2 separate regions of the Oryctolagus cuniculus genome follow, and region 2 is linked to region 1. Evidence: chromatin contacts called from public Micro-C data. All regions are on one chromosome and are shown on one strand. The core of a region is the stretch at or near the end of the contact, and the rest is flanking DNA. Distances in the headings are between cores, read along the strand shown. Region 1 holds the start of PTMS (parathymosin). Region 2 holds the start of CHD4 (chromodomain helicase DNA binding protein 4).

What was found. Hi-C and Micro-C count contacts between places; a contact is called where the count stands out from the background.
Region 2: a Micro-C map of ear pinna shows a contact between it and region 1, with 2.1 times the contacts expected there. The contact joins the promoter of CHD4 here to the promoter of PTMS in region 1. A contact is called at or near these places in 2 of 6 Hi-C or Micro-C datasets (ear pinna and an unstated tissue).

The regions. Positions count from the first base shown.
Region 1 is chr9:102,758,933-102,764,800 of mOryCun1.1, reverse strand. PTMS (parathymosin) reads left to right here and starts at 3,698. Exons shown (of 6, transcript XM_051849948.2): 1 at 3,698-3,716; 2 at 4,139-4,569. The coding sequence starts at 3,698. MLF2 (myeloid leukemia factor 2) reads right to left here and starts at 5,518. Exons shown (of 9, transcript XM_017343412.3): 1 at 4,972-5,518.
Region 2 is chr9:102,898,836-102,904,703 of mOryCun1.1, reverse strand. CHD4 (chromodomain helicase DNA binding protein 4) reads right to left here and starts at 2,975. Exons shown (of 40, transcript XM_070049315.1): 1 at 2,690-2,975; 2 at 1,665-1,845. The coding sequence starts at 1,764. It overlaps LOC138843857 (a long non-coding RNA gene), which reads right to left. Exons shown (of 2, transcript XR_011378977.1): 2 at 5,069-5,868.

The DNA.
Region 1 (5,868 bases), core at 2,449-4,948:
GGGGAGAGAAACTGGAGGGAGGACAGGGGAAGGCTGGGCAATAGAAAACTATTCTAGGTGTAAAAGCAAAGGAGGTCATAAACTCACAGAGAATAGAAAAGCCAAGCAAAGAATCTGAAGGAGGTATAATGGTGAAACCAACTGTTCTTGCTGGAGAGAAGGCTCATGTAGAAGCAGAAGAAGAGAGGCCACAGAAAGTTCAGTTGTGGGCTGGCAGTGTGGCACAGCAGGGTAAGCCACTGCCTGAGCTCTGGTTCAAGTCCTGGCTGCTCCACCTCCAATCCAGCTCCCTATGTAATGCCTGGGAGAGCAGCTGAAGATGGTCCAAATGCCTGGAGCCCTGCTACCCTTGTGGGAGACCCAGGCAGAGTTCCAGGCTCCTGGCTTCAGTCTGGCACAGCCCCAGTTGTTGGGGCCATCTGGAGAGTGAAATGGCAGATGGAAGATCTCTCTCTCTCTCTCTCTCTCTCTGCAGTTGCCTTTCAAATGCATAAATAAATTTTAACAACAAAATTTCAGTTATGATGTTCAAACCACAAAAGACAGCGACCACCAGGACACCAGTAGTTAATGAGATCTCCAATGAGACACCGACAACAAACAGGCTGTGTTCTCCCAGCCTATTTAAAGAACTCAGGTTGACTCTGAAATTTCTAGTCCAAAATGGTATCTCAGGCTAGTGAGGGCTTCCTCTTTTGTGCCTAGCATTGTGCTAGGTATTTACTGTGCCGCAGGGGGAGCTGTCAGTGACAGCAGAATGCCGATGGAGGAAGGCAGTTTGGTGTCAAGGAAGCTACAGCAACAGATGCGTGGTCTTCGGAGTGCCGTGAGATCAGGGAGGTATTCCGGATCCTCAGGGAGACCACACAGTGCGTTGTCCAGCAAACAGTCCTGGATGCGTGGCCCTTATCACTCTGTACTTTGATCTACTGAGCTCTCCCCATCGATTCCTTCAGTGCAAGGACCATGTTTTTCATTTACTTTTATTTCCATCAGAGTCCAGTGCCCAACACCTAACAGGAGCTTAATAAAAGCTGAAATGCCAGAGCTCGAGTTGCACGTGGAGGGCAAAAAGGCACATCTTTGTTTTTAACTTAGACGTGAGCAGAAGTTGCCCTGGCCACGATGGGCTATACTGACTAGTAGTGCAGTGCGCATGGTGTTTATGCCTTACTGGGATCGCCACAAACAGGTCAAAGTTGGGTGGCTCAGGTCCCTAGCAATCCCATCTCCACTGACCTGAGTTTTGAAAAGATTGAAGCGGGGAGTGGGGAGGGGGAATAGAAAACAAATCACTAGGAGTGGAATGGAGCTACAAAGTATAATGAAGAGGGAAGATGGCCCCACACTCAGGGCTCTTTCTCAGCACCTAGTCTATCAAACAACAAAACAAAACAAAACAAAAAAAAAAAAACAAAAAAAAAAAAACAAAAAACAGGCACGCTGAAAAAAGTGTAGGAAGCTGGAGGGAGTGAAGGACTCCCCAGGAAGGGCTGCAGGTACCACCGCAGTGAGGTTCCTTTCTAGGCTGTCGGGCCAGAAGTCAGAGCTCCCAGGGACTCAGGCCGCCCTTCTCGCCTGCTCGCCTCTTTCCCACCTCCAGAAGACGTGTAAGCAGCACAGGCGACTAGAGGGAGAATTTCTCAATTGGACTGTGGAGTAACTGAATTCTAGGAACAGGCAAGCCTCCACAAAGCCTCAGAAACAGTTCTACGGAAAGCACAGGCATTTGGCACCATTGGCCGGGGACACTAACCCCGGCGGCTGCGGGGGTGGGGGGAGGGGGCAGCTAGCTTAGCATCGCACTAGCTCCAAAGTCATGCTAAGTCTCACTTCCAGCTGCTTTCTCACGAAGAAGCCAAGACTTCCAGGCCCCGGTCTGTTGTCCAACCAGGTAGGTTGGACCACAGCCCAGCCCCTTAGCTTGTGCGGGACAAGGATCCGATCCAGGCCTCTATCTTCCCAGGTCTTTTCCCAGGGGTCCCTGTGGACCCTGGTGTCCCGGCTCTGATTCCCAGTGCGCTCTCCCTTGGGCCTCGGGACAGGATTCTCATTCTCTGCCTCTCCATCTCCCTGGAATTTTCCACTGCAGCTGCCTCTGCTCCCAGACACCCCTCCCCGGGAAAAATTCCCGGCTCCCTCCGCCTCCCCTTCCCTAATCACACCTCATTCCCACCCCCAGCCCAGAGGCCCAGCCCACAGCCCGGCCCACCCCACACTAACCCCAGTGGTCCCAGTGAGAGAAATGAGAGGCCTGGCCCCTTATAGAAAGGGAGAAGGAGGGTCCCCGTCTCTCTTAGGGGCGGGGAGAAAGGACAGTGGAGGGGCTGGTCCCCTGTGGGGCTGGAGTGGGGGGAGTGGCCCTCCTCACATCCCCATATAAGGCAGGGCAAGCAGCTAGGCTCCTGGATTGGCTGATTCAAATGAGCATTCCACCTGGCAACAGGGTTTCTATTGGCTCTCAGGAAAAATAGGAGGAAGGTGGATGGAGGTTGTTAGTGGCGGTGATTGGAGGGGGGAGGGGAGTGGAGGTGACCGGAGTAGGGGGCGGTTACCAGGGCAACAGGGTAAGAGCCCAGCAGGGTGTCCGAGACAGAGGGAGGGGCTGGGAGGTGGGGGAAGAGGAGCGAGGAACAGGAGGGCGGGAGGGAGAGGGTGCGCGACTGGGAGATGGGGGGGGTAGCCAAGGAGGGGGGAGAGGGAGATAAATGAAGCCCGAGAGTACAGAGATAGAGATGGGGAGAGATCACTAAAGACATCAGCCAGTGACTCAGAGAGACAGATTGAGAGAGGGAATGGAAAAAGCTCAGAGGAAAGATGGACCGAGTCCCGCAAGGAAGAACTGGGTGGGGCCCCCAGATCTCTGAAGAGACGGAGACTGAGAAGCCGGGAGAAGACTCGGAGAAACTGAGCGGTGTGGACACCAAGGACCAGACGGCGGTGTATTTGAGCATGCAAATGTCAAATGACGATGACTGATCGGCCAGCGTGTTTTTTTTTTTTTAAGAAAATGAACTGGACTAAAATTTAGATGAATATTGATGACAAACATGGGAGTGTACACACACCAGACACACCTCTTGCCAAACCCCAGCCTTCCACCCACCCACCTTCCTGACCCCAGCCCCCACCCCTGAGATCCCAAGAAACTGAGATTGAGGGCAAGGCGCCGGGGAAGTGTGGGGTTCCAGCAGGACAAGGCTGGAGCTCGGGACCTGGCCTCCGCAGGATATTTGCAAAGGAGGCATCTGAATTAAGGACAGGCCGGGGAAGATGGCAGCAAAGCACAGAGAGGCAACTGTGGGAAAACGAGGGCAGGAAGAGTTGAGGGAAATCGGCAAAGGACAGAGAGCAGGTGGCGACTGAGTGAGGGCCGGAACGCACAGGGGCGCGGGTGGAAGAGGGTGGGCGAGCCGCGGAGAGGAGGTGAGGTCGGAAGGGCAGATGTGCCAGGCAAACGGCTGCGAGGGCAGTCAGGTAAGTCTAGGAGGGCTGCAGAGAAAACAGAGGGGCCCGGCGCACAAGTAGGTGAGCTCGGGGACAGGTGGAGGGTCTGCCTCCCTGCAGGTCACGGGAAAGCAAGAGTCAAGGGGGAACCGAGCGGGGGTCCCGCGTGTCGGTCTCGGCAGCGGAGAGCCCGGCGGTGCCCTTGCTGCTCTGCCACCCCCTCCCCAGGCCCCCGAGCCTGTAGAGGGAGATGACCGCCGACAGCCAACGTAGTGTGCAAGCAGCCCCGCAGCCCTCGGCCTCTCGTCGGCTTTGGCTTTCTCAAATACCTGCGCTGCCTCGCCATCTGCTACCCCACCCCGCCCCACGGGATCACAATGTCAGGGCTTTTTCGGGGTTAGTAGGATCCTGGCCACCTCTCGAGTCCGCCCCCAGAAGACAGACTCGGCCTTCGCGCAGGCAGTAGGTTGGGATTTGGGAGAGGTGCCTCCCCGCAGGAACCCCACCCCTTCCCACCTCCTCGCCCCACTCCTCCCTCCGCGGCCGTCAGTCTCTCCATTCCCCCCTCCCGGGCTCGGCCCTGCCTCCCGCCCCTCGCTCTCCCTCCCCTCGCTTTCATCCTCCTATCCCCACCTCTCCAACCTCCTCTTTCATCCTCCTCCCCGCTCCCGCCTGCCCCACCCCTGGGAAGCCCCTCCCGTCGGGCAGCGCCGCCTTATAAGCGGGTTCCCTTCCCGGGGGCGGCAGCGGCTGGTCGGCGGCAGCTCTGCTGGTGCGGGGGCGGCAAGCGCAGGACCGAGCGACCGCGGCCAGAGCGCGCCGGCCACCGCCCGCACCGCCCTTCCGCCCGCCCTCCGGACGGCCGCAGCCCTGCGGGTCTCCGCTCCAGACCCACCTCCGCCCCACCCCGCGCGCCTCTGCCGCCTCTTCCAGAGACCCAGCTTGCAGAGCGGCCGCCTCTGCCGCTGCCGCCGCCGCCACCGCACCAGGTTCCGGCCGCGGCCACCCTCCGCCGTCCAGGGCCCCTCCGTCTCGGCCCCGGGACCCCGGCTTCCCGCCAGCCCCGGCCCCGGCACCATGTCGGAGAAGAGCGTGGAGGCAGCGGCCGAGTTGAGCGCCAAGGTACGGGCGGGAGCGGCTGCGGTCGGGACCCCGCGCGCCCCCCGCGGATGTGCGCCGGCCCCCGCCCCGCGCCGCCCCCGACGGCCCCGCACGGCCCTCGCGCCCGGGTCCCGGCGGACCCCAGGGCGCCCTCCCCCCAGCTCCTGGCCTGGCGCTGCCTACCCCGCTGTACGCGCCCGCGCCCTCTAGCGGCCCGCGCGCCACGCCGCGCCCCCGGCCTCGCCAACAGCCTGCCCGCGCCCGGCGCTCGGAGCCCGCCGCCGTCCCCACCCCGCCCCGGCCCACTCGCGGCCGCCTGGTCTACCCCTGCGGTTTCCCGTCGCAGCGCTCCGGGGCTTACTTTGCGGAGCCCCCTCCCCTCGACCTTTCCCCGTTTCTGCTTCCAGTCTGACCTCCCCTTACCTGTGCCGGACGGTTGGGGAATCCGAAGTGTACGCGGGACGCTCCCGGGAGGCGGCCGCCCTCGGCCCCTCCCCTCGAGGCCCGGCCGCCGCTGGCTTCCCTCCCCGGACGGCTGCCGCCTCTGTGTTCTTCCCTCCTTTCCGCCCTCTGCTCCACTGGCGTTCAGCTTTCTCTTCCTCGGCGCCCCCCTCCTCTATTAAATAATTTTGAATCCCTAAAAACCTGCAGGAGGGCGGGAATCGCCTTCGCGAAGGCCGAGGCTCGGCATTGCGTGGCTTTGCCTGCAGCTGCCCTCGCTCCCATCCGTTTCCTGGCCTCGTCCCTGTGCCCTTGCGTCTCTTCCAGCCTCCCTCTAATTTCCCTAAGGAACCTGCCTCGTGTCGCTTGGGGAAATTAATGCGGCCAGGGTTTGGGGGCTGGGAGCCCGCTCTCGCCGGGGAGGGGGTGCCGGGGCCTGCCAGGGAAAAGCGGGGAGCCTGCAGGACGCACAAGGCGTTGGGAGGTGGGCCGTGTGTGAGATCCCACGAGGTGTGCCAGTGTGGCCCTCGGTGGCATGTGGCATGTGACTTCGCCGTGTAGGTGTCTTTGTGTGTCTGAGATCCGGCGGCTGTGTGGGGCTTCCTGTGCCAGGTACATGTGTGCGGGTGGAGAACGAGCTGTTTTGGAGCCATGTCGCCGCTTTGTGGGTGCGAGTGGCAGTGGCTCAGCCAGGCTCCCGTGCCCATCGCAGGAGTGGGTGCGGAATGCCCCTACGCGGGCCATGTGGCCACCCATGGCGGAGCACTCCTCTCTGGCTGTGTTGGCTGGCATCGGCGTGTGTCCCTGCATGGAGGCCAGGGAGCCGCTTAGCACAGACCTAGGGCCCAGGTCACAGGCCCTCCTGGAAGAGGGATCATG
Region 2 (5,868 bases), core at 1,726-4,225, 140 kb before region 1:
TCATTTTCTTAAGGGCTTCTCTCCAGTAATCCCCAGGTCATCACTCCATCACCACCCACATCTCAGAGACAAGGACAAAGCCACGGAGGCAAGGGGGACATCCTCCCATCCACAGACGACTCCCAGACCTCTCAGACACCACGCTGAAATGGCGAGCGGCAACCCGGCTGAGATACAGAGATTTGGGAAAGGGGCAGGAATGGGGTGTGGCAAGTGGAAAAACTGGGTCATGCTGCAGCTTGGGGCAGAGTTCACCCTGGAAGCCTGCACAACTGCTAGCAATTTGGGGGACAGTCCCAGACCAAGGGCCCAATGGGAGGCCAAGATGCAGAACCAACCGTGGCCAGACAGCACCACTACTCCTCCCAGCACAGAAAAGATAGGCTCTCCTCACCTCGCTGCCACCCACCCCCAGCGCCCAGCCCCCACCCTGGGCAAAGGCAAACCCCGCTCTGCACAGCAATGAACCTCAAGCCTAAGTTTCTGACCCAATACCGGGAAACCCAGTAACAAGACTGACCCCTCTCCTAAATGACCTGCTCGATGTGAAGAATTCCAACTCAGAAAATGCCAGATACGAAAGCATCTCTCCCGGACCACCTCAACTTCCAGCTGCAGCTGAGAGAGAAGGCAGAAGTGGAAAACGATTGATGGGAAATAAAACAGGACCAGTGGGCTCCACAGTCAGAAAAGTAGAAGCAGAGAGGATGAAACATGGCCCTCAAGGGAAAAAAGAGGTCAAGAAAACAAGCAGGTGCATTAGATAGGGGCTCTGAGAGGACGAGGGAGACAGCGCCGAGGTCCATGACATCAGCCCTCATCTGAGGGCAGAGAAGGGCTATTCCAATTGGGCAGGCTGGTTATAACCATACGGGTTTGGCCAGTTCACGGAGCCACCCCAAAACACAGATAGCGCAACCCCTAACACACCCACACAAACATTAGACACTGCCAGCACAAACCCCAGGCTACATCACAGGCAAAAAGCAGCCTCTAGGGAAAAAAGCCAGCCTCATGGCCACTGGGCAGAGAAGAGAGGGGCCCTAACTCCTCCTGCCCCCTCATGGGAGGCTCCTCAGGCTACTAAATCCCCCCCCAAGGCCCCATCACAGCCCCACTCAAAACATTCCAGCAATTTGCCAGAAGCACTGTAGATCCTGCTAGGGAGCGAGATTCAAACTTCACACAGTTGAAACAGCACAGAAAACCGGTAACTGATCAGAAGCTAAAAATAATCAGATAGCAAGCAACCAACACTCCCTCTGTCTTTCCCACAGCAGTGACCACAGGCTCCTCCGACTGCACCCTCCAACGCCTCCACTACCCCCAAAGAGCCCCCCCCCCCCGCAGGGTCCCAGCGACCTGCGGTGCTCCCCAGACCCACGCAAGGGAACGCCTGCCAGTCGGGAGAGCTCCCTCAGCCGGGAACTGCACGGCATTCCTCCAGACAAGCGGGTGCAGCAAGCTCGCATCTGGGCCCGTGGTGCCCGGGAGGCGCATGGCTGCCACCCCCCTCACACAAGAGCTCCTCAAAGGGAACCACTCCCTTCGGATGCCCTTCCACCTCGGGCTCTGCACAGCCAGCCACAACGCCCTGCCTTCGCAGTCACTAGGGAGGGCACAAAGGCCTCCTTCCTGCCCCCGGGCCCCTGGGAAGGTGTTACCTGGGTGGGGTGGGGGCAGGCTGTTGTTCAAAAGTGCATCCATATCCTCCTCCTCACTGCCCGCTGAGCAGGGGGACGGTGAGCCCAGGCCCGACGCCATCCCCTTCCGCTGCTCCCGGCCAGGGAATCGGCCCAGCTGCTCCTGCCTGCGGCCTGGGGCCCTCTACACTGGCCCGAGTCACTGTGCGGGGGAGGGGGGAGAAAGAGAACAGTCAGTGACGCGCACCGGCCCCCTCCCCCACCCCCACCCGTTCTTTCCGCCACCCCCCCAACCCCAGCCACCCCGGCAGGGCACCCGAACCACTCAGGCTGAACTTAGTTCCACACTCCTCGGGGGCAGCCCGGAAGCCGGCGCCCCAACAAGCGCCCCCGCGAAGAGAGGCAGCGACGCCCCCGAGGACAGACTGGTGCAGGCGTGGGGAGGGGAGCAGCCGGCCCGGCCCAAGCAGGGTGTGACGGGGGAGGGGGTCCGAGTGACCGCGGCGCGGGCTGGGGGGGCGGCGAGGCGGCCGGCGGCGAGGCGCTCGGGGACACAAGGTCACTTGGGGGTGGGGGGGCGCCTCCCTGCGCCCTGGGAGGGGCCAGTTCCCAGACAGGGCAGCTCTCCAAGGGCTGTCCTCTGGGACAACTCAGGTTCTGCTCCGGAGCCGCGGGGACCAGGGGGGCGTGGAGGCTCGGGTGCGCCGGGGGGTGGGGGGGTCCGGAGGCAGGGACGTGGGGGGCAGGAGAGCGCCCACCCGGAAGGGGGCCGGGCCACGTGTCCCGGGGGGCAAGTGAGCAAAGGGCGAGGGGGCGGGCGCCGGGCATTGTGGGAGACCCAGCCCGAGCCGGGGGTCGCGGGGAGCGGGGCGGGGGTGGGGGGAAGCCAGGCACCCTGCAGGGAAGGGAAGGGAAGAGTCGGCCCCTCAGGGCAGGGGGCGGTCCGCGGGTCTGAGGAGCCCGAGGAAGGAGCGGCTGAGGGGATGGCTCTCGGGGTTTGTCGGGCTGAGGGGAGCGTCCCTGCGGAAAACCGGCACTCTCCTCACCCTCGAGCCGCCGCAGGTCGTGCTGGGTCCGGCCGGTTGTCACTCCCGCTCCGGCTCCTCCTCGCCGCGGCCGAAGGGGGGAAAATGGCTCCGGCTCCGGCGTCGCCTCTTAAAGGGCCCGAAACACCGGCCGGGAAATCCCACCGCACAGGCCCCGCCCCCCCACGGACAGCCCATAATAACCTCAACCAACTCCAACCCCCCCTCCACTACCGCCACCCTCCTCCCTAGGTCTCCCGGGCAACCCCCGCCCCCTCGTCGCTCAGGCAACCATTGGCCACGCCCCCTCAGAGCGCGCGAGCGCGCGCGCGTCACCCGGGCAACCGCCCACCTCCTGGCCATCCCATAATACACACGGACACCCCACATACACTCACACACACCGATTTCCCCCCCACACTCCTTATACATATATGCGGTGGGGGGGCGGCTGACATAATACTACCGGCCTTTTGCAACTAACCCTCTCCTCTCTCTGACATCCCATAATAACCATCCTTTGCCAACTTCTTCACTCTTGGCTCTAATGCTAACATCCCATAATAATTCATCACCTCTCCCTCCCCAGGGCCATCCCATAATAAGCACCCCTCCCAGTACTTCAGCCTCATATCCCATAATACTCATCCCCACCCCCCCACAGACATCCCATAATAACCACCCTTCATCCACCCCCAGCTTGATATCCCATAATAATCAGAAACTCACCCCCCACACACACATACTACAACGGACACTCGGCCTCCTCCCACACACATCCCATAATAATCAGTCTCCCACTTTCTATACTGACATCCCATAATAACCAACCCCCTAGAGCTGCCCTCAGTCCCAGAAGGCTAGGGTCTAGAATGCTTACAACTCCACGCCCAGCCTTCATGCTCTCCTTCTAGCTCCACTCCCCCCCTGTCAAAAAGATATCCCATAATGATCAGCAGCCCCACTGTCACCCCCCCAGATGAACATCTAACCTTTCCTAACACTGCAAAAACATCCCATAATAATTTTACTCCCCCACCCACACCCTGACATCCCATAATTTCAAGGAACCTGTGGTCAAGCAGACATACCATAATACTCCCAGCACAACCCAGTGTCACATCCCATAATGCTCCATCTCCACTCAGCCAGGCATCCCATAATACTCCTGTGCCTACCTCCCCCACCTGCAGAAGCTGTCAGTCTGTTCTAACACCCAGAGCTGGGAGAGACAGGCTACCCACACTGCCCTGTACCCGCCCCCACTTGCACACACCTTATTCCCTTCCTCGGCCAGAGCAGTATCCTGGCATAAACAGTTTCTTGATGTCTAGATGTCTAAGACCCTATTTTCCCTCATCCGGTCATTTCCAGACACTCAGCAGCTGAGCACCACCAACCTAGGGCTCCACCCCAGTCTCACCAAAATCCAAGTATTTTCCAGATGTTTACTTCCAGCTCATAGTTTTGAGTAAGACTAACCAGATACCATGCTGATCAGATGAAACATTTACATAAAGTTTAATTTGCCCCAGAACACCCCAGTAATCACAAATTGCCATCCAAAGACTACTTCTCAACATTCCAGCCGTCCTGTCTCCACCCCTCTCAGGTCCGGGATCTTTGACCAACACTCTCAGTCCACTCCTATGGGTGGAATACCATCACGTTGTGACCTGAGGGTCCTGCCATATTAACACACCAAGACCCCAGTGAGACCCGTTCTCCCTCCTCTCCCCACTATTCACATCCTTTCAACATTTATTGACAGAGTACCTAGCAAGGCACAGAGCTGGCACCATTAAGAACCCAAAGAAACACAAACTGTGATACAAGTTAGAATGCCCTTGTGTCAAGAGAGAACTACCAACTGCCATTTCCCAATTTCCTGTTCGGAGGATAAAACAAATCCCAACTGGTCTCAGCATAGATCATGTATCAGCAAAGTTCTTGGAGGTCCTTCTAGAAAAGGCTAGAAAGTATTCCAAAAGGACTTACAGATGACTGCTCCAGATAATCTCCTATCTGTTCCCTACATCCTAAGAGACTTCAACTGGAAAGCAATGTTGCTTCTTCCAGCGTTCTTAATACTGAAACCTAGGGTGCCAGTGCTAAAACCTAGGGGGCAGCTGGAAGAAGCTCCTGCCTCCTGGCTTCAGATCAGCCAATCGAGGCCAACTGGGGAGTGAACCAGCAGATGGAAGACCCCCCCACCTCTTCTCTCTCTGTGTAACTCTGATTTTCAAATAAATAAATAAATCTTTATTTTAAAAAAAAAACTCTGAAACGTATACCACATCCTCCCTTCTTAAGGGATTTATCAGCATGCCAGAATTTTACTCTATTCTTGAACACCAAATCTTGCTTATTTATCCTCAATATCTCATATTTTTCAGACACTTTCTTCTTTCTATCTCCTGAAGTCTCATAATACTTTCAATTGCCCCCGTCTTCTTCCTGTTGAGCTCCTTCCTTTTGAGCAAAACCGTGCTTATGGGCTGGAGTTTGTGTTGCCTGCCTGCCATGTCAGAGTCCCTGGGTTCAAGTCCCAGCTCCACCACCAGTACAGTTCCTGTTAATGCACACTCTGGGAGACAGCAAGTGATGGCCCAAGTAGTTGGGTCCCTGCTACCCATCTTGAGTTCTGGGTTCCTGGCTTCAGCCTGACCCAGCCCTGGCTGTTGTGGGCATTTGGGAAGTGAACCAGCAGATAGAAGATCTGTCTCTTTTTGTCTCTTTGCCTTTCAAAAACATTAACAAAAAAAAATTTTTTTAATCTTACTTGTACACTGTTCGCTATCTTCCCCTCCCCATCTGTAGTCAACATTCCAAAATGCCTTCATTCAGTTAGGCTACAAGGTAGCCTTCCAACATAAACAACCCCCCCCCCCAACTGTGCTTTCTCTCCTGTCACCCTGAGAACCCAGCCCTGGAGTTGAAAGAAACCAATCTTAAAACTCTTTGGTCCTCAGTCTATCCATTTTTCCTTCTTCCTGACCTGGGGAGAATCAGGACCTGCATGAAAACTAACGTCCCAACACCACTGCCTGGCTGCCCCTGACCCCTAAGCCAAGAGAAGGAGTCCCTTGGCTCTCCTATGCCTTTTGCCCTGCAGGAGTGGGGAAGATGGAAAAGAACCCTGAACGTGCTCATGGGAAGGGCCCTTCCTGGCCAGAAGCGGGTGACCTGACCCTCACAAC